6 separate regions of the Mus musculus genome follow, and all the other regions are linked to region 4. The links are chromatin contacts, called in public promoter capture Hi-C maps. All regions are on one chromosome and are shown on one strand. The core of a region is the stretch at or near the end of the contact, and the rest is flanking DNA. Distances in the headings are between cores, read along the strand shown.

Evidence for each region. Promoter capture Hi-C pulls out the DNA fragments that hold promoters and counts their contacts.
Region 1: a contact with region 4 is called in a promoter capture Hi-C map of pre-B cells, with 3 times the contacts expected there. The contact joins the promoter of Mars2 here to the promoter of Ormdl1 in region 4. A contact is called at or near these places in 3 of 39 promoter capture datasets (hippocampal neurons, liver and pre-B cells) and 1 of 9 other capture datasets (adipose tissue).
Region 2: a contact with region 4 is called in a promoter capture Hi-C map of pre-B cells. The contact joins the promoter of Stat1 here to the promoter of Ormdl1 in region 4. A contact is called at or near these places in 5 of 39 promoter capture datasets (the SN4741 cell line, erythroid cells, hippocampal neurons and 2 more), 1 of 484 Hi-C or Micro-C datasets (muscle stem cells), 1 of 115 datasets of contacts at active chromatin or transcription factors (pancreatic cancer cells) and 2 of 9 other capture datasets (adipose tissue and liver).
Region 3: a promoter capture Hi-C map of liver shows a contact between it and region 4, with 2.6 times the contacts expected there. The contact joins the enhancer-like site here to the promoter of Ormdl1 in region 4. A contact is called at or near these places in 5 of 39 promoter capture datasets (HPC-7-derived erythroid cells, hippocampal neurons, liver and 1 more) and 1 of 115 datasets of contacts at active chromatin or transcription factors (T-cell acute lymphoblastic leukemia).
Region 5: a promoter capture Hi-C map of pre-B cells shows a contact between it and region 4. The contact joins the promoter of Gls here to the promoter of Ormdl1 in region 4. A contact is called at or near these places in 5 of 39 promoter capture datasets (the HPC-7 cell line, the SN4741 cell line, erythroid cells and 2 more), 5 of 115 datasets of contacts at active chromatin or transcription factors (astrocytes, embryonic forebrain, embryonic stem cells and 2 more) and 2 of 9 other capture datasets (adipose tissue and liver).
Region 6: a promoter capture Hi-C map of pre-B cells shows a contact between it and region 4. The contact joins the promoter of Nabp1 here to the promoter of Ormdl1 in region 4. A contact is called at or near these places in 3 of 39 promoter capture datasets (erythroid cells, liver and pre-B cells).

Annotation. Positions count from the first base shown.
Region 1 is chr1:55,235,623-55,238,886 of GRCm38.p6, forward strand. Mars2 (methionine-tRNA synthetase 2 (mitochondrial)) reads left to right here and starts at 1,555. Exons shown (of 1, transcript NM_175439.3): 1 at 1,555-3,264. The coding sequence starts at 1,618. Gm10561 (predicted gene 10561) reads left to right here. Exons shown (of 4, transcript NR_166489.1): 4 at 1-2.
Region 2 is chr1:52,117,800-52,121,386 of GRCm38.p6, forward strand. Stat1 (signal transducer and activator of transcription 1) reads left to right here and starts at 1,639. Exons shown (of 25, transcript NM_009283.4): 1 at 1,639-1,824; 2 at 2,113-2,273.
Region 3 is chr1:52,156,133-52,159,683 of GRCm38.p6, forward strand. Stat1 (signal transducer and activator of transcription 1) reads left to right here. Exons shown (of 25, transcript NM_009283.4): 25 at 3,151-3,551. The coding sequence ends at 3,165. Among named protein-coding and RNA genes, the nearest start is that of Stat1, 38 kb to the left of the region's middle. Within about 2 kb of position 2,104, at least 36 of the 459 cell types and tissues checked have an H3K27ac peak or open chromatin away from gene starts, as enhancers often do. A contact at or near this core is called in hippocampal neurons and liver, where this site is marked.
Region 4 is chr1:53,294,895-53,298,345 of GRCm38.p6, forward strand. It overlaps Ormdl1 (ORM1-like 1 (S. cerevisiae)), which reads left to right and starts at 2,201. Exons shown (of 4, transcript NM_145517.4): 1 at 2,201-2,294. It overlaps Pms1 (PMS1 homolog 1, mismatch repair system component), which reads right to left and starts at 2,134. Exons shown (of 13, transcript NM_153556.2): 1 at 1,992-2,134.
Region 5 is chr1:52,231,893-52,235,501 of GRCm38.p6, forward strand. Gls (glutaminase) reads right to left here and starts at 1,340. Exons shown (of 18, transcript NM_001081081.2): 1 at 700-1,340. The coding sequence starts at 1,100.
Region 6 is chr1:51,477,103-51,480,477 of GRCm38.p6, forward strand. Nabp1 (nucleic acid binding protein 1) reads right to left here and starts at 1,297. Exons shown (of 6, transcript NM_028696.3): 1 at 723-1,297; 2 at 376-514. The coding sequence starts at 813.

The DNA.
Region 1 (3,264 bases), core at 305-2,804, 1.9 Mb after region 4:
GACCTTTGTCTTGGCTCCATTCTCTCTCTCTCTCTCTCTCTCTCTCTCCTCTCTCCTCTCTCTCTCTCCTCTCTCCTCTCTCTCCTCTCTCTCCTCTCTCTCCTCTCTCTCCTCTCTCTCCTCTCTCTCCTCTCTCTCTCTCTCCTCTCTCTCCTCTCTCTCTCTCTCTCTCTCTCTCTCTCTCTCTCTCTCTCTCTCTCTCTCTCTCTCTCTCTCTCCAGGTGTACCCGGTTCAAGTAGGCAACACAGTGGATGGTGCACGCCTTTAATCCCAGCACCTGGGATGCAGAGGCAGGCAGATTTCTGAGTTCAAGGCCAACCTGGTCTACACAGTGAGTTTCAGGACAGCCAGGGCTAGACAGAGAAACCCTGTCTCAAAACAAAAAAAAACCCCAAAAAAAACCCAAAAAAATAAAACACAAACAAACAAACAAAAAACTCAACAAAACAAAAAAAAACCCAAACAAACCAAAAACAAAAACCAAACCCTCAGGGCACTATTACTCTTGGAAGAGAGGGAAGGACACAGCGCACAGATCTCAACTGCAGCTCATCTCTAACTTAAACACTAATGTGCACCACAGTCCATTGGTGAGCTAAGTAAAGCTTAGATTGCTGGTCTGAGATCCCAGTTTCTGCCTCAGCAGGTAGGGAATGGGCCTCAGATGTCTAAGTTCCTGGTGTGTCTCATGCTGCTTTGGGGACCATTCTTTGAGAATCACTAACAGTACTTAGGTTGGGTGAGGGTTTATAGGTGTTCCAATCTCATTTTAGTATGTGCATATATACACTGTTTAAATTAAATGGGGGTGGGGAGGCCAGTTGTGGATGAGAAAATATGCAGTGAGCCAAGGATTAATAATAAAAATTTGGGATTTTAAAATTCTCTCCTGCTAAAAATTAGGATTTCATTCTCAAAGCTCAGTCTTGGAAGAATTTCAAGACTATTAGAGGAGAAAATTGTGACTTGTTTTGTACAATAAAGCTGAAAGTTAATGTTTCCTTATCTGCACACCTGTGACTCCGCACTCCAGTCCCTGGATGAGTTCTCAAATCAATCCTTAAGGCTCAGCAACATGTTCAGACACGTCATTTCCTTTTCTGCCAGTGCTTATCGTTCCTTAAAGCGCTTTGTGAAATTATTTTCCTTTCTTTCAGATTTATTTAGATTCTGAGACAAACCTTAAATGGTTTTTCTATGTTGACTAGAGGATACCAAGAGGCCGGATTTGTGCCCTGCTTTGACAGTTAATGAGTTTGGAAAATACCTCAATATAAAAATCTTGCCAACAAGTTCAGTCCAGAACCGATCAGTTCAGTTCAGATCCAGAACAGATCTCAAAGAGTAAAACTGCACAACACCCGGGATACGCTCTTCTTTCCCCAACTGCCCTGACACGGAACCCACTAGCCGACTACTCAAAAACTCCCGCCGGCCACCCGCCCCTGCGCGCTGCAGGAAACCGGTGGAGGCGGGGGAGTTGCGGGCGGGGCCGCAGGAGTCAACGCTTGCCGTTCATTGGCTTCCGCGCCGGAAGCGGCGGTACCGTCCAGCTGCGCACGCGCCCTTTCCCGTGCTCGGGAACACCGCCTCCAGTGCTGGGGCCGGCTGTCACCATGCTGCGGCAGTGTGCTCGCTGGGTGTTGACGCGCACCCGGTTCGGCCGCGGCTGTCGCCGCTACGGTTCGTGCTCGCCGAGCGCTAGTGGCGACGCCGGGGAAGCGCGGGCCTACTTCACCACACCTATCTTCTACGTGAACGCCGCGCCGCACATCGGGCACCTGTACTCGGCGCTACTGGCCGACGCCCTGTGCCGCCACCGTCGTCTCCGAGTTCCCGGCTCTGCGTCCACGCGGTTTTCCACCGGCACGGATGAGCACGGCCTGAAGATCCAGCAGGCGGCAGCCACCGCCGGCTTGGCCCCGATCGAGCTGTGCGATCGAGTGTCTGCCCAGTTTTTGCAGCTTTTCCGGGAGGCTGACATCTCTTCCACGGACTTCATCCGCACCACGGAGGCTCGGCACCGAGTAGCGGTGCAGCATTTCTGGGGTGTGCTGGAGGCCCGGGGTCTGCTTTACAAAGGGATCTATGAAGGGTGGTATTGTGCCTCGGATGAGTGCTTCTTGCCGGAGGCCAAGGTTACTCGGCAGGTGGGTCCGTCCGGGGATCCCTGTCCCGTGTCTCTCGAGAGCGGACATCCTGTCTCCTGGACGAAGGAAGAAAATTACATTTTCAAGCTTTCTCAGTTTCGAGAACCACTCCAGCGGTGGCTTGGAAACAATCCTCAGGCAATCACACCGGAACCGTTCCACCAGGCAGTTCTTCAGTGGCTGGAGGAGGAGCTGCCCGACTTGTCCGTTTCTCGAAGGAGTAGCCATCTGCACTGGGGCATACCAGTTCCCGGGGACGACTCGCAGACCATCTACGTGTGGCTGGATGCCCTGGTCAACTACCTCACTGTAGTTGGCTACCCAGATGCAGATTTCAAGTCTTGGTGGCCAGCCACCTCTCATATCATAGGTAAGGACATTCTCAAATTTCATGCTATTTATTGGCCTGCCCTTCTCCTAGGGGCAGGATTGAGGCCACCACATCGCATCTATGTCCACTCGCACTGGACGGTGAGTGGCCAAAAAATGTCCAAAAGCTTGGGCAACGTGGTGGATCCCAGGACTTGCCTTGATCGCTATACTGTGGATGGCTTTCGCTACTTTCTCCTTCGGCAGGGCGTTCCCAATTGGGACTGCGATTACTATGATGAAAAGGTGGTTAAATTGCTGGACTCCGAGCTGGCAGATGCCTTAGGAGGGCTTTTAAACCGGTGCACTGCCTACAGAATAAATCCTTCTGGAACCTACCCATCTTTCTGTGCTGCCTGTTTCCCCAGTGAGCCAGGGTTAACGGGGCCGTCAGTTCGTGTGCAGGCAGAAGACTATGCGCTTGTAACTGCAGTGGCCACTTTACCCAAACTGGTAGCGGGCTATTATAATGACTTTCAGATCTATAAGGCTCTGGAGGCGGTATCCAGCTGTGTTCGGCAAACTAATGGTTTCGTCCAAAGGCACGCACCATGGAAATTGAACTGGGAGAGCCCTGAGGATGCTCCCTGGCTGGGTACCGTGCTTCACGTAGCCTTGGAGTGCTTGCGAGTGTTTGGAACTTTGCTTCAGCCTGTTACTCCAAACTTAGCAGATAAACTGCTGTCAAGACTGGGAGTCTCTACCACAGAGAGAGGCCTTGGAGAGCTCTACTTCCTACCTCGA
Region 2 (3,587 bases), core at 389-2,888, 1.2 Mb before region 4:
TCCTCTGTGATATCTATGTAGAAAAGTGACATTTGATCTGAGGGGTTTTTGTTTGTTCTTTGGTTGGTTGGTTGATTTTGGGTTTTTCAAGACAGGGTTTCTCAGTGTAGCCCTGGCTGTCCTGGAACTCACTCTTTAGACTAGGCTGGCCTCGAACTTACAGGAATCAGCTTACCTCTGCCTGCTTAGTACTGGGATTAATGCTGTCTGCCATCAGCACCCAATTGATCCTAGATTTTAACATGAGTTAGTGACTCCTCAAAGAATTTGAGAATACAGATGTTGGCTTAGAGGACTTTTCAAAGAGAACACTGCTGGTGAGAAGATTGAGTTTGGGGAAAGAGTTTTGCTTATTCAAAGAATAAAAATGCTGTACTAAGCAATGAAAACAGAGTAGCACAAGCTGAGATTAAAGAAAGTGATAGGGGAACATGGCTTTAGAGAATATATTGAGAAATTTGAATTGTCTAAGACCAAGCAAGAAAAGCCATCATGAAATTTTTAGATTGGCATGACATGATCAGCATTGCAATTAGATTTAAAAAAAAATCACCCAAATGAGTGTATGGCAGATAAATTAAAAGGGAGTGAAAAGCCAAAGTCAAGCAGTCACCAGAAAAGCCACAGCAATGATCCAGGTAAGAGGACGGGGTGGTGGAAGAGGTAGAAACAGGAGCTAGACCAACCGAGGCTCGAGGACCAAGTGTCCGGGACTAAATGGGCAACGTCTATGGCTTGGCCCTCATCCGTTCCAGACTAAGACGGGGTATGAGGAGGAACCTGTGTTTTGAGTACAGTTGGTTTACAGACTCAGTAGATATCCAAGGACAGGGTAACTGTGACACTTGGAAGAAAGCAGTGGGTGTGTATACATCTAGGAGTGCTCCAGGACATGGAAGTTACAGGGACAGTCATCAAAGGCACAACGGGAGAAGGGTAGATAAGAGACTCACATTCTGGTTTAGTAGTTTAATAATGGAGATGGGGGACAGAGGGATGTCCTGCGAGAAAGGAAGAAGCAAAGAGGTCCTGTCATCATGATGGCTAAGCGGGACAAAAGTTTCGGTAATGGAGGTGTCAATTGTGTAAAGCTTTATTTTTCTTAAACATATTAGTTAGAATTATTTATTTTATTTCATGACATTTTTGTTTTGCTTGCGTGTATGTGTACTTCTTGCAGGCTTGGTTGACGTCAGTGGAGGTCCGAAGAGGGCACTAGACTCCTGGAACTGGAGTTGGGAACCATTACGCAGGCACTGCAAATCCAAGCCCTGTCCTCTGCAAGAGCAAGTTCTCTGTAGCTGCTGAGTTAAAGGCAAGTATTGAATGTTTTCAAATTGGTAAATTAAGCTCCCTGGCTTTAGTAGCGTGAAGGTTAATCTCTAGTCCCCAATTCTGAATCCCGCAGTGATGCGCCTACTTAATGCAGGATCTCCAAGACTGAGCTTGCGCAAGCCTATAGTTTCCAACCTTGTAAACACAACCCCCTGTCTGCGGTTTGCACCGCACAGCGGCGCCCCAAGTTTCGCACGCCGGGTAGGGAGCGCGCGGACCAGGAAGGCCAAGCAGCCGAGGGGGGGGGGACGGTGCGCTGATGGAACAGCCGGCCAATCTCTGCCGCTGATTGGCTGAGGCGGAAGGAGGCGGGACGCCCTCTAGCCTTTTTTCCTGCCCGGTACTTTCGGTTTTCAGCGCCGAGTCTGTCAAAGCTCCCTGGAGACCTCCGGGACCGCGCCCCTCAGACCCACTTGGGACACTGCTGAGCGGCGCAGAGAGATTTGCCCAGACTCGAGCTCCTGCGTGCAGTGAGTGAGTGAGAGCCAGGTGCGGATCCGGGTGCGGGTGCGGGTGGAAGTGGGGCGCCCTCTCCTCGGACCTGGGGTCTGCTGCCCACAGGTGACCTGTCATCCCGCAGAGAGAACGCCAGGAGCCGGATCGCTTGCCCAACTCTTGGCGCTGCTTGGCTCTCTTATCCTGCCGTTCTCACTTCTAGGGTAAAATGACTTGTGCAATAGACATTTCTCCCGGAAGACACTGCACCTTCCCGCTTAACCTTTGCTCGCCTTGCCTCCAGCCCCTTTCCACCACTGTAACATTTTCTTCTTTTTGCAGTCGTTTCAGCTCTGCTCCATACCCTGAGCCGGCGCCACGCCGCCGCGCATGCAACTGGCATATAACTTGCTGTGTGTGGTGATTGCTTGTGTTGAATCCCGAACCTGCACCCGGAGACAGCCCAGTAAGTCTACGTGGGAACGGAAGCATTTGGAATCTCAGTATGTATCAGCCCTTACCGGTTTTCTGAAACTTAAAGGTGGTATTTAGGTTCCGCAGAACCACTAATGGTATAATCACTATCTAAAATACTCCCGAACACTACCTAAAAGTTTAGGGATAGGTGAATGGATGGGTGAAGATTGCTTTTATCTGGCAGGAATGACTTGAGCCCTGATTGATCAATGAGGACTCAGACTTGTAGGTTCATCATGGGGTTTGCCTTTTGCTTTCCTACGCCTTCTGATACATACAAGGTTTCAGCGGAACAAACGGTTCTGTGCTCAGTAACACTTAGGCTATATGCCCGGCGCTGTAGGGTCCAGAGGACGCTGATAGCAAAATATATCCCCTCAGAGGCTCTGATGCGTGCAGACAGCAAGCTTCCTGTGGAAAGTTCATGCGCTAAAAACCGTGCAAATGGCAGCCTGGTACAGGCCAAAGAAAGTTATGTGTGGGAGGGATAGACAGTTTTAGGAAGAAGTACCATCTATACGGAATTCTGCTAGATTGTTGGAAACAATGTGGTCTGTGCAGAACGGGCTAGACCGGGAGGATAGAATGTTTGTTGGAGGCATGAAAACAGGAAAGAGCCAACTCCAGACTCTGAGCCAGGTGTTTAAGGACTGTCTTGCCAGTCTCAGGTTTACAGACATGCCACAGTGGTGGGCTGGAGTCCTTTCCAATGGTATTTGAAATGGCGGCTTGCTTTGTAGTGTAGACATTTCCTTATTATCCTTTGAAGGGGCATTTGTGCAGCAGACATGACTTCATTCCTGCACATGAGTGTTTGAAAACAAGTATTTATCCATACAGTCCCATATGCTCCATCAGAGTACAGACCTTTCCTCAGAGGTCTGGCGCTACTACAGTCTCCCACTCTGAATTGTGGTGGTGCCATTGTGTAGTGGTGTGTATCCCGTTACATGATTGTCACAGGTAACTTGTTTCTATCTCAAGACTTCCTTAATTTAGGGATTGCTATAATTTTTAACCTTTAGGATTACAATATAAAAACTGACTTCATGTTTATCTGACGAGACAAATATTACTTTATTCTTTCAAATGGCATTTGGCAATGCTGTATGAAAAAAAAAGACATTTCTTTTTCTGAGCCAGTGACTCACTGTGTAGCCTCAGAAGCGCTCAGTATTCATCTCAGGCTGACCTTGAACTTGTGGCCTTCTTGCCTCAGCTTTCCCAAGTGCTATGAGTTCAGGTGTGGTCTTGAACATGGCTTACTGCAGGTAGTTCTAGCTGTGCAAGTATGAGAACCTGAATTTGGATCACCAACATTCAAAAGAAAAAAGGCAGGT
Region 3 (3,551 bases), core at 854-3,353, 1.1 Mb before region 4:
TGGTACTGCATCGGGCTGCTGTGAGGAGCTCAGAGAAGGCCTTTATTTATATTTTGTTTTATTTTACTTTTTAAAAGAAAAGCTTGTGTGTAAGCTAGCTGTTTCATCAGCAGGATTTTATCCCTAGCATTTCAGATTCCTGTCCGCTGTTAGGCAGAAAGCTCACACACTAAGGGGTCGAGGTTGTTTTCAGAGGTAGACATTTTCCCGTGGCTGCTGTGTCTGTCTGGGCCCGAGTGAAGGATTGATCTTAGGGAAGGATGGCTGCCTGTCGGTCACATTGGCTACACGAGCGGTGATGAACAGTTCCGACTCTGTCACATCTCAGAGCAAACTCATTCTGCCAGCCTCTGAGGCTGTCAAGGACTTGGGCAGAATGAACGGCTCGGATAGTGACTCACTGTGTCTCCCTGCCTAAATAGAAATATGTGTTTGCAAAAGAGAAACATCTCCTTTTGGGAGACTGTTTCTCAGCAGATTCAACAGCAGCGTTTCCCTTTCAGCCTGGGACTCTTCCTCCCACGGACAGGCTTGTTCAGGTGACTGCGGTCTTGCTGATGCTGCCTAAATTTAAGCTCTTTTCCACATGAATTCAATCCAGTTCACCTTTCAAAGCTTGCCTAATGCTTTCGAAAAGAACTCCCTTAGCTATCGCAGGCCTTTCTTCATCACCAGGTGCCCTGTGCATAGCACAAACGTGTTCAGGAATGAGAGGGAAGGTCAGAGGAGGGGCCGGGAGAGAGGCTTGGGAGCGGGTGGGTAAAGCTTCATGCGTACATGTTCATGTGCTGGGGCATGCTAGGGTGTAACCTCAGTGATGGGTGTTTTTCCCGTGTGACTTTGTGTTCTTCACCTCACCAAGCACACTAAAACTCTTAGAAAACACCTTCTCATAGCTTTCGGACTCTTGAGCCTTGCTAGTGTGATCACGGAATAGCTCTTTTCTTGATAAAATAAGGCTCTGGTCCATGGAACCTAGCACCCTGTTATTTCTGTGAAAAAAAAATTTGTCTCCTATGAAAATGGAGTAATGGCAAAGCCTGATTCAGAAAATGTAAAATAGATCGAAGGGTCCTGAACACAGGGTGAGCTTTTACAATCCTTGCTCAGAAAGTCACCTCGCCATCGCCACCATTGATAGGTCATGCCTGTCAAGCTTCTCCCATGCACCAGGCAGAATCTATTTGCATCTGTTAAGGTGAGGAGCCTGTGACTGGAACTTGGCGTGTGGCATTCTAACTGTCATCACCATTGTTGTTTGTGACCAGAGAACTAAGCTGTTAGTTCCTCCGTTTGTGCAAAGAGCGCTGCTTTCAGTATGCTGGAAGGTGATATCATGGGGCCTTTGACACCCTCAAACAAATTCCAGGAAACGGGTTTGTAGTCTTTGGACACCCCCTGTAGCTATTCTATTCCAGTGGGTTTTTTGTTTAATCTATGGAATAAAGATATACAGATACAATAAATTAGCAAATGTCCACTCATCGCAGTAGTCTCCAGATGAACCCCCAACAATCTCAGGGGCTCTAGCAGGGGCCCTACTCTTAGACCAGGGAAGAATGAGATGGGCCTGTCAAGTCACCGTAACGCCACCACGATGTGCTCTGTCCTCGAGCTTATTCTTGACTTCTGTCCAACATTTGCTTTTGGAATTATAGCATATGAGCTAAGTGAGATGACTCTGTCTGTAATCCAGGCAGTCAGGAGGCTGAGACAGGAAGGTCTCCTGGTGGAGGCCACACAGGGCTACATCCTCTGTCACAAAATAAGCAAATGGAATTAGTTGTGTGCTCTGAGGTGGAGGTGGCCCATGGGCTAAAAAGGTAGTCAGGGTTGATGGTTGGTCCAGCCTTGGCTCTCAGGCTCCAGAGGAATTGTGCACGAGGGCCAGTATACCAGCGCTGCTCTCTGTAATATGACTTGGGTATTTATTTAGTCTAACATTTCCATACAAGTCCCTATGGACTGGAATAGACCTAGCCTACTTTCCTAGAGGCCTTTGCCCAGAGCTCATATTAACAGATTGTCTACTATTTTTCTTCTGTTGTATTGGACATTTTATACATGCTTTCAGACTTTATACTTTGACCAGACCTTATGTGTTAGGCACTGTTAGCCAACTTCGCACATGAAGAACTTGAGGTTAACAGAGGTTAGTAAGCCAGTCACATAGTTAGAGGATATGGGTGCAGGTTGTGTTCATCTCTCTCTCCTCTTCTCCCCTGCTTCTACAGTACACCATTTTATAGAATGGTGCCATCGGCCACACTGCAACTGGAGGCAAACCCTTCAACATGCTTTTCAGTCTAAAATTGCTTTCCTAAAACTCAAGAGGCTTTCTTTGCAATCTAGCGGTGTGTTTGTGTTGGGGCACTCAAGGGTTACAGAATTCTCCACTGTGGTGCTGTCCTATACCCTGAAGGACGTTTAGCAGCACCCTGGCCTCTACTCTCTAGAATACCTGATGCCAATAGCACACACATGCCCATACCCTGCAACAGCTGGGTCAGAAATGCCTTCAGAGCGGCCCGCCGAGGAACAGAGCCACCTCTAAGACATCTGGAACTGCACCAACATGGAAGTCAGAGTCAGGGGCAGGCCAGTGTTCTATGAGGAACACTTTGCTGACTCCTGTATCCAGGGCAGCTCGCAGACTAGGGAGGGAGCTGAGGCGCTTGACAGTGATTTTACTTCTGATTTACTGGCCCACGTCTGAAACACTGGCTTTGCTTAGTTTGCTTACTCAGTGGCCTTTAAGGGAAGGTCATCAATTCCCTCCCCCCGCACCCCCCCCCCACCCCGGCACATGGCTCAGCATTTCCTCACACCGTTTTGAATGAGCCGAATTGCCGTGCTGCTGTCCCCAGACTTGCATAACAGCAGAAAGCTTTATATAGTGTGTCTGGGATGAGTCACAGCATTAATCCAGGAGGCCAGACAGTAATAACCCATCAGTTTAGGTGGTGTAAAAGGCCCTGATTAGTTCCAGAAGAATGAGAGGACGCACTAGCCCTTCTGGTTCCATGGTGGTGGTTTGCTGTAGGGGGCATTCTCCTGCTCGCTATTCTAGGGAGGGCAATGGTGTGAAATGCATGAATCACATGTCCCAAAGTCCGTGTACTGAACCTACCTACATTCTGTCTCTTGCAGATGAGCACAGTATAAACACGAATTTCTCTCTGGCGACATTTTTTTCCCATCTGTGATTCCTTCCTGCTACTGTTCCTTCATATGCAGTATTTCTAGGGAAATGCAAGAAAGAAAGAGCATCACATTTGCTGAGCACTGCTGGTAGAAAGTGGATATTTCTCTAATTAGAAACCTGTTACTCTGAAGGACTTCATGCATCTTACTGAAGGTGAAATGGAAAGTCACTTAACACAAAATGGATTTTGTAAACAAAGACCAAGAGATCCACCCAAGCACCAGGACTAGAGTGCGAGTATTTGGGGCAAGGTGAGGAGAACGGTCACTTTAGTAATGGTCTGTAATCAGTGCCCAAGTGCTGCACATCACTGGAAAGAGACATACTTATGGGGGAGGGGCCTTCT
Region 4 (3,451 bases), core at 951-3,450:
TAGGAGCTGATGCAGAAGCCATGGAGGAGTGCTGCTTCCTGGCTTGCTTCCCCTAGCTTGCTCATCCTGTTTTCTTATAGAACTCAGGATCATCAGTCTAGGGATGATGATATTGGACAGCACCCACAGTGTGCTGGGCCCTCCCTCACTGATCACTAATTGAGAAAATGACTTACAACTGCATCCTATGGAGCCATTTTCTCAATTGAGGCTCTTTCCTCTGATGACTCTAGCTTGTGTCAAGTTGACACATGAAAACAGCCAGTACATCCTCTGATCTAGTGTACCTCCTATCAATTTCTGGATTCCAGGGTCTTATTTATCTTCCTTCTAAATATCATACTTAGATGACCTAAAAGACAAGATAAATATTATTCTATCTCAGAATCGCTTTTTCTCTATGATTTGCTTGGTAATAAAATTAATAGCCAACATAGGAACTTCATGTACTATCTTTTATATTCCTCTACACACATTACACATCTATTACAATGGAATGGAAAATCTTGTTAACTTGCAGAAGATTACCATATTTCTAAGACATATGCATATTTTGGCTCAGAAGGCCACACCTCAATACTTTCCAAGCAAGCAAGTTAGAAATCTCAACAATACTGTAAGAATTCCCACCATATACATGGCACCTGCTCCTTCCTGAGTTTCTTAGAGCATTCTTCCTAATACCACTTCTGGTCAGCCCCTTAGTATTTCTCCTCTGAACGACTCCAATAACTACCAAATTGATATATGGATTTAAATATTTGTAAGTTGTTTCTATAATTAAAGTATCTTTGCTATCCTACTTTAAATTTTTAAGATTTTTCAACTGCTAAGTATGTTAAGTCCAAATTCCCTACTACCCTATCTCTCTAATTTCATCCCATTTTCCAAATGTACACACAGTACTAATCTGGTCACACTACAATGTGGCTCTCTTTACCTAGATGTGGTAGGATTTCCTGGGCCACATGACATTTTTCTGGGATGTCTTGTGTCAGTTCCCAAAACTCTTTTTCCATATTCCAATCTCCCAAGAGATTAGGCATCCCTTCGTTTTTTTAATTCAAACTCATAAATGGCTATTTTATTTATCTGTCCCTTCCTCTCTGGCTCATATTGCTTTGAGGGCAGTGAATGTATATTGAAAACATATTCAGGAATGTGGCATATTATTAAGGGGTGTGCACTTAAAGACCTCCTCTGAAAAGCCAGAGGGTTGATGTTCCAGCACACAACACATGGAGTGTGGGAAAAGAATTCATACCTAGTGAGGACAATCCTACTGTTGGAACAGTCCTAGTGTTAGAAAAGAAGTCATGTTTACTGAAGCCAATCAACAGTCCTGGAAGTATGCTGTGATCAGAAAGAGAAACTGATCTACAAAAGCAAAAAGATTAGAGAGCTTGGATTTTAGGGAGAAAACAGCAAATTTTACAACAGAATAAATCCAACCCAACCATCACACAGAACCAACACAAATAAAAGATACCTACACACACACACACACACACACACACACACACACGCACGCAAGCATTCTGTCAACTTTAAAATGTTTTTCAGAGTTATTTCTGAAATAAAACTCACAAAGTTTTATAAATACAAATCACCAAGGTTAAAAAAAAAAAAGTACTTTCAAAGATGATTTAGAAAGAGAATGGATTAATCAAATCTTTTTTTCCTCCCCTTCCTCATAGAGATGAACTTCTGGTATTCACATCTCTTCAGGATGTACACTGTCTTCATTGGGAATAACCACAAATTAATACCTTTTTGTGTGAGACAACGCACAGTGCTACAAGCCGCTACACTCTCTAGCAAGACAAAACTTTCCCACCTTGAACCCCAAGGGTCTGAGCTCCAACTACTGCCGAGCCAGCCCAGAGGCTTGAAACGCGTGCGCGCGAGCCCCGCAAATCCGCACCTAGCCCCGGGAGGCGCCTTCAGCCTCCCCGAGCATCACCGGGCACGCTCGTTCGCGGTGACACTACCTTCTAGCGCGCATTCACCACCCACAGCGGCAAGCACTCAGCAAACCCTGAGTTGCACGGCCTACTTCGCTGGACGTCCTTCGGACCGAAGCACGGCTGCGCTCAGCAGGACCCGCGCTCGCGCTCCTCTAAGGCCCGCCCACAGCAGGAAGTGGGATTGGCGCGGCTGGCAGCCAATCGGCTGCTCGCTAGAGCAGCTTGGCAGCCTTCCGGAAGCGGTGGGGCGCACCAGTAGCTCTAGCCAGAGGACCTACTGTGGCTGCCGCGGGAATTGTCCTGTGACCAGCCAGGAGCTGGCGGCCGGTAAGCTCGAAGGCTTCCTAGAGCTGCGGCACGGCCCAGAAGGCCTGCGGCAGAGCAGGTTCCTGCTGCCTCCGGGGCTCGCGCTGTGCACCCTAGGTGTCCGCAGGTGGTCGGCGCGCCGCGGAAGTGCAGCCGCGACTGGGGCGGTGGGTGTGCGCGGGCGGGGAGGGCCGGGTAGCGAAGCCTTTGCGGCACAACCTGCTGAGAAAGGGTTTCTAATCTAGCATAGGTGGCAATGTGAGGCTCTTTCCAGCGGGTTTGGGTTTTTAATTTTTTACGTTGTGTGGGATGTTCGAACTATTAAGCTTTAAAAGTGCATTATAGGTACTTGGTTATTATAGAAGCAAAATTTACGCGAGACTCTCCCTTAGTGTAACTTTCATCACTGCCTGTTCCATACATCTTGAGAAGCCGAAAGAACATTACACTCCAGAAACACTTGCGTAGCCGGGTGAAATTCCTTTCTTCAAACACTGCAATAGAAAGGATTTTAGGTATCTTTGAATAGAAGCTGAAATGTATTCTAGCGCATTTCCTTCTCTCAGACAACACCCATTTCAGTTTGATTGTAACAAAGTAAACTCTTAGGCCCCCCCAAAACTGTATGCTCACGACAATTGAGTACTAATACTAGAAATACTAATACTTAGTGTTTCTTCCTGAACATAAAAGGAGTAAGCGGGTGGGTGGGGGCGCGCGGAGGTAAATAAATAAATAAGTAGAGAGTTTGGCTAAAGAAATATTGAGAAAGATTCATGACTTTAACCTAGTTGTGGTACAAATTTGAACCCCTAACCCTATAAATTTTTCATTTTACATCAACAGCTTGTTATTTCTAGGTTCACTATTCAAATGGGGGCACACAGCCAGGCATTAGTGGCTTATACACTTGTAATCCCTCTACTCTACAGGAGGATACCTGTGAAAATGAGGACAGCCTGACCAACCTATACAGTGAAACCTTGTTTCAAGAGAGAGGGAGATCAAAGCAAAATGCTTTTGACCTCTGACTATGGCTAAAATGTTCCATTACATGTTAGCATCTTGCCACTCAGACTGGTTGAGCCAGTTCTGTCCCCCCACCCCCACACACACACATCTTTTTAAAATACTATTTTATTGGTGATTATTATATTTGACAAAACTAGCTCCACAGA
Region 5 (3,609 bases), core at 90-2,589, 1.1 Mb before region 4:
CACCTTATTTTTGTGCTTTTAAAACAATTTTATCCTTTAAAAATCTGTCCACCGCACAGAAGACATCAGACAAGCCATCACTGGTCCCGATAGGAACAGGTGGTCCATGCTGCGTTCCTCGTCCTCTAGGCCACATGTCCCTATTCCGCCTAATCTCATTTCTGAAGCATTATTTCCGGTGGCCCAGATGGCTCTACGCACGCCAAAACGATCCACCTCAGGAGGATTAAGAACCCAAGGCCACATCTGGCATCCAGTGGGATGGTGGTGGAGGCTTACAGAATGGGGGAACTGCGGCCTGGCAAAAAGGTGAATCGGGAAGGTAGAAGCTCCGCTCTACGCCCGACTCCTCAATGTCACTCGGGAGAGATGGAGGTTCGCGTGGCATCACCCTCGCAGAGCCGGGGCGCTGAGCACGCGGCGCGGCCGGACAGCAGCCTCTGCCCGGCAGGGGCTTCAGCAGGCAAGACCCTCCCGGCGCTCACCCGTCACCCCGGGGCGACTCGCGCCGGCCACGGAGGGGAAGTGGGAGCAGGCGAGGGGCGCGGGCGGGGCCGGGCCTAATCACATGGCACAGCCGTCGCAGGCCGCCTGGCATCGCTTTCTTTCTCTTCCGCGAACCTCCGTTGCTAAGCCGCACCGCCACCGCCCACCGCCCAGGGCCCGACCCCTCCCCTCAGCCTCACCCACGCAACTCACTTGTCGCCCGCGGCCACCATCTCCTTGCCCTCGCTGTTGCCGAACGCGTCGGTCTCCCCCGGGCTGTCCTTGGGGCCCGGGGCTGCGGGTGGCGACGCCCCTGGCTGCTGCTGCTGCTGCTGCTGCTGCTGTGGCGGCGTACCCCCCTTCCCCAGCTCCTGTAGGATCTCCGAGGGCGAACTGGACAGGCCGCCCGCGCCGGGGCCCTTCGCGCGGCCGCCCCCGCCCCACCACGGGTGGAGTCGCGCAGCGGCCACCAGGCCAGCGGTCGGCCGGCTCCCGCCCCGGGGGCGCCGGCACAGCGTGCCGAGGGGCTGCGCGCGCCGCAGGACGGCTCCGACGGCGGCGGGCGGCCTTAAGAGCAGCTCCCGTAGCATCGCCGAGCCTCGCAGCCGCATCATACCGCCGGCGCCCGCTCGTCAGATGAGGATGCTTGGGGCGTGGGCGGCCGCTCTGCTCCCGGAACCGTGTCCCGCACGGCGGGGAGAGGACTGGAAAGAGAAAAAGTCCGGGACGGGGTGTGGCCCCAGCTCCGCCGCTCCCGCCGCCAACGCCGCCGCCCTCGCCGCCGCCGCCGCCCAGCCTGCAGCCAGCCGAAGTTGCTCTGGCCGCCGCGAGCTCCGCACTGAGACTGACGCTCAAGGGAGGGCTGGAGACATACCAGGCTCACCAACCGGGGGCGGGAGGACGCTGACGGCCTGCCCCCTGCAAGCTCTTCCATTGGCTCAGCCTGCCGACCTCTCTTCTGATTGGCTAGAGAATCGGTCAAATTTGTCTCCGCGCCCGTACGCAGTCCCGCTGGGTCCTGGAGGGCGGGGAGAAGGACGACTGACGTGTGTCAGCCCCGCCGACCGCTCTTCCCCCTTGCCTCGGGCCACCTGAGGCCAAGCTGGGCGAGGACCCGTAGCTCCGGAGTCTGGCCATTCACCAGGCAGGTGCGCTCCAGGGAAGCACGTCCTCCAGCTATTGAGGAAGCTGGAGTGCGCCTGTTCAGGCCGCCCAAGGCTGGAGGGAGGCTGGCGGTGGCAGATCGTCTGGTCCAAACCTACTGCTCGCCCCCTCGGTTAGGGGAATGTGTCCGCCCCTCTGAAGGCATCGGTTCTGCCAAGGCCGCCCTGACTAGCTTCATCCCTCTCCCAAATGTGCTTAAAACTTTCCATGGTTGGCTACTGCCCAGAAGCGAAATGTTTTGGAAAAAATGAGCAAAATCCTTTCAGCTATGCAACTTAAGACATTTAGAACGTTTGAGCGTAGGAACAACGAAGAATAGAGAAAAAGCCAGAGTAAGGGTGGATCTCTTCTATCTTCTACAAGATTTCTCCAAATCTTTTGAACGGCGATTATTTCATTAGTACCAGTTGACTTGAAAGCAAAATACTGCAGATCCTTTTTCTATTTTAAAAGCCATTTTAAAATAGAAGCATCTGAATACCATGTCTCAAAACTGTTTCAGCACAGCATCACCTCATCCATGTATCCTTTTAGATGTGTGTGCATCATATGTTTCCTGAGTCTGCACACATATACCACTCAGGACTAAAACCGCTTTTTAAACCATTTCCTGAAACAGATAGGCTTAAATGCATAGATTCACCAAAGTTAGCAGGATATGTAATTCACCAGATTTAGTAATCCAATCAATCTGTACATGTTGAACGAGATTAGTAACCAAAGAATCTGACTGTGCCTACAGGCTTGTCATGCTCAAGTTTTTGTTTTGTTTTCAACCTGCTCTTTAGATAAAAATAAAAAGTGTGAAGGAAATGACCTTGTGGGGGGAAAAAAAGCCAGAATTTTATATTACTTGGGTGGCTTTTATTATTGCTTAAGGTTAGTTTGTCAAAAATATTAATATTAGTGAATCAAAGTTATATATTTAGGAAAAACAATACATTCTAGGGGAGAGATAGCAAATGTTACCCTTAATAATATCTAACTTTGTCTTTCTAACTTATGGGTTGCTTTCAAACCTTAGTGTTGTTCAGTTTCTTACAAACTAGTTATCTGTTTTTACTGCCTCTTTTCTCTTTTTTCTCAACCCCATCCAGACTACTCACCAATCCAGTCAACGTTTTCATGCCAGTTCTTCCTAGTTTCTTCCATTGCTCAATGAAATGACTTCTGATGATTAAAGGTTTAAACACTTTCTAGTATATTTAACAATTAGGAACTTAGGATATGACTCAGTGGGTAGAAGGGCTCCCTGCTCAAGCATGAGGATCTGCAGGTCCGACCTCAGGCACTTACCTACAAACCATGCCTGGAGTGGAGACAAGTCCCTAGGACTCAGAGCTAGTCACGCTAGCTGAATTGGTGAATTTTAGAACCTCTGACCTCCACACAGAGGAAAGTGAGCTGCACATATGTGCATGCATGCAAACAGACAAGAATAGAAAAAGAAAAAGATAAAAGTAAAGAAAAGACATGCATTGGTAGACTATTTTTAGAGTTTCTACTTTTCAGAATGAACTGATAAGAAAGGGCAAATGTTACTTCTAACATTTGGAAGACCTGAGTTTACCAAGGTTGGACATCTGAGGTAATAATAAAACAACTAACAAGAAAGCTACAACAAATCAAAACTATTACAAACTGAATAGAAATATGGCAGGAAACTTTGATTCTTCTAATCTTAGATATTTTTATCTTCAACAATATTTATTCATACAACTTTGGAAACTGTGTTTGCATTATATTAAAATTAACCATATCACCTGTTATCCAAACTACCAGTATCAAAATACTTTATACACATATAATAATCTAAGGAAATACCTGCAAGAAGAAATGTTCTGCGTGTTAGGCCGTCAGAGACTCTCTTGAACTTCTACTTTGCTAAGTAGGATGCAGTTCCACAGGCCTGTTGACGTAACCATCCAAGGGTGGAACTGGAATGTGTGTACTTTGCTT
Region 6 (3,375 bases), core at 47-2,546, 1.8 Mb before region 4:
CACACAGAACTGATTTCCAGGTATATCTCTGTGAGTTCGAGGACAGACTAGTCTATAGAATTGTTCCAGGACAACCAGGGCTACACAGAAAAACCCAGTCTCCAAGAAAGGGTGGAAAGGGTAATGTGATCTTTTATCAGCCTCACTGATAAATGCTCACTGACTTCCACACGGTATTCTCAAAAATAAAATTAACCTTTAAAATTGGAGGGGAGTTAAATCCCTACCTAAAACAAATTAGCTGTGAAGGTGAGCTGCTCCCAGTGAGGTCCACTAAAACAGCTCCCTTCTTGAAGTGGCCCATGGAAGAGCCAAACAACTTCAGAACCCCGAAGTCGGCCAAACCCACACCTACCCCAATTTATGCACACCTACCCTCTGGTCAACCGAATAATATCCCCTGTCTGTATGAGCCCTCCGATCTCATCCCACACAGAAATAGTGATGCTTCCCGTTCTATCAGCTACTTTGCAGGATCTCACTTCATGGCCGTCTTTGGTTTTGGTCACTCGTCCTGTGAAGATTTAAAAATCAAAAAGGGGAGAAGGAAAGGTGTGTTAGATAAGGAGTTCATTCGAGGGAGCTCTTTCACCCTCCTCTGGCTCGCTACGTGACTGACTTCTGTCCCCGGGTAGGATTCTGGGCCAGGAGCACGTGGGGTCGCGGGCGGGGAAGAGGTCCGAGCTCTCGAGGGTGTGGGGCGGGCTGCGGACCTCACTTACCTATCTCCAGGACAATAAAGACGACATTTAAGTTTTTCAGTCCGGCCTTAATGTCTTTTATAAAAAGTGGAGGGTCGTTGACCCCGTGCATACTGAGGCAGGTGCGGCTACGCTTCAGAGACCCACTAGGCAAGGCTTCCCACCCTCGGGGAGGGGCAGGGGCAGAGCCGGGGAGCAACCTGGGGCAAGATTGGCGACCGGGGTCAGGAAGCGGTAATTCAGGGGCCGGGTAAACCAGCCCTAGAGGCACGGAGCCAAAAGAAAATAAAAATGGAAAAGGGAGGGGAAAAAGACTCTCACAAGTTCAAAAAAAACAAAAAACCAAAAAACAAAACCGAAGACGCACTCCGCACCCTGAGCCCGCTCCCAAGTGGGCGGCGAGCAAACCAGCGTGCGCACTGCCGCCTCCGCTAAGGGAAAAGGGATCAGGAGACGGCCCTGCCCGAGTCCCGCTGTCCCTCACACAACACACGCACACGCGCGCGCCCCCTCCGTCCCAGGCTCAGGGAAGGTACGTGACAGCAAAACGGCAAGGCTGTTCACCAACCGCGCAGCCCGCGTCCCAAGCAGCAACTGGCGAACGCTCCCTCAGGCCGGCTTTATTAAGCCGCGCCCCGCCCCTTGTGGCGTCACGCGACGTCACCACGCCCACTAGCACGCCTCTGGGGCGGAACACAGCGCCACTGAGCTCGCAGCTTCCCTGGATCCTCCCCTACTGTCAGCACAAGCACCGCCTCCCGGCCGACCAATGGTCTCTCGGCCACACCCTCCTCCCGCTGGTCGCTCCACGTCTTCCGGGTTTCTGTAGGGCTGGGTCTTTTGGTGCTCCGAGGGAGACCTGGCTTCTTCTAATTCCTCAGGATCCTTCAGTAAGGCCACCTTTGCCCTTCAGTCCCGCGATCACGTGGAACTCAGATGTTCCGAACCCCGTGGTTAGAGCAAGTATGCAGTTGAGAAGGAACGGAGAGAGTGATCGAGCAGGATCAAGGAGAGAGAAAAAAGGGCGAACTAAAGGTGTCCGAGGCTTCCAAGAGAGTGGTTCCCAGTCGCAGGCAACTTGGCGATCAACCTTCGTACTTTAGAGGTGTTTAAATTGGGATCCAGAAACACGAGGTGGTCTTTTTAAAAGTAACTTGTAAATAAACCTCTTTTCATGCTGATAATAGCCATACATAGTTAAGTTCCACAGATATTTCATTTTTTCCTTAACCCTTTTCTTTAAATTGCACTTGGCTTTTATATAACTAAGATGAGTTAACCATACACTGGTGAAGGGGAACCTTAAAACAAAACCTGAAAGGGAGGGTTGTGCTTTGCCACCAAACAAGCTGGAGGCTAATTGTGTGACCTTGAAATTAGTTGGTTAAGCTTCCTAGCCAGAATTTAACAATCTGAACAATAAAACTAGGATCCTTGCCTCATAGAGGATAAAATGGGGTCATAAATAAATTGCCCAAGTACAGTCGCAAATAGATCTGTGATCAGTATTTCTTTTCATCAATTTTCTATTGAAAATAATTACCTGTTATTTAATCTCATGGTGAGTGATAATTTTAACCCCCGTTTACAAGTAATAAAACTCACTAGAGAATAACCAAACTGGATTTCAATTTAGGCAATCTTGACCCTAGGAGGCTTCAACCAGAAGTATTTTATGTTTAAGTAGTATGATTGTAACCCTCCAAAACAGATTGAAGAAATGGGAACAGCAGAGTATATTCTAGCATGTTAGAGAATCATATAAGCAAATACTGTGGAAAATAGAAAATGTATATATCAAAAACACACTTCTTTTTCTTTTTAAGGATAATACCGAGAAACAGCATAGAGAAAAGTTTAAGAATAAATAACAAGCCATGTTAAGAACATTGAGCAGCCTAGAGGTGAAGCACACCTTTAATCCCACCATTCAGGAATCTCAGGCAATCTGTGAGTTCAAGGTCAGCCTGAGCTACACAGAAACCTTGCCTTGAAAAACAAACAATATAATAGAGCAAAGTTGTGGCCAGGGATCTGGGTGGGGTGGGGTGGGGTGGGGGACCTAGCCACTCCCTGAATTCTCAACCATTTGCCCTCATAAAAAGGACTAAGAGGGATGCTCAGAATTATTTATATACACATTCCTTAAAGAGGTCCCAAACACTAAGAGACCAGGCCCTGTAGGGGTGTGCCCTAGGTGGGTTCTCGGGGCTGACCAACACTGAGAGGAGAGGTAGACAGACTCATGCACCCTATCCCCAAACCAGAAGACATCTCCAACTGATTAACGGCTCACAAATGAATATTAGTTCTAACAGTTTCACCTGGGCTACAAAAACAACTCAGTGACATTTTGGGAGGTTCTTTGTCTCCTAACGTCTCGTTGGGACTGTTTTGACTGGTCCTTACTGATTGTATATTATGGTTTCTGGTTTTGTACTATTTCTGTGTGTTTGAAAGAGTGTCACAGTGTCCATCTGATTCTTGTGCTTTTTTTTCCTTATGTTTTGTTTGTTTTATTATAATTTTTTAGATTCCTGTTTATTTTCTAACTGAGAAAGTGAATTTAGATGGGAAGGGAGGATCTGGGAGGAGTTGGGATATAATCAGAATATATGGTATGAAAAAAAAAAAACTATGTTCAATAGAACACACTTGCATGCCAAGAGAGGGA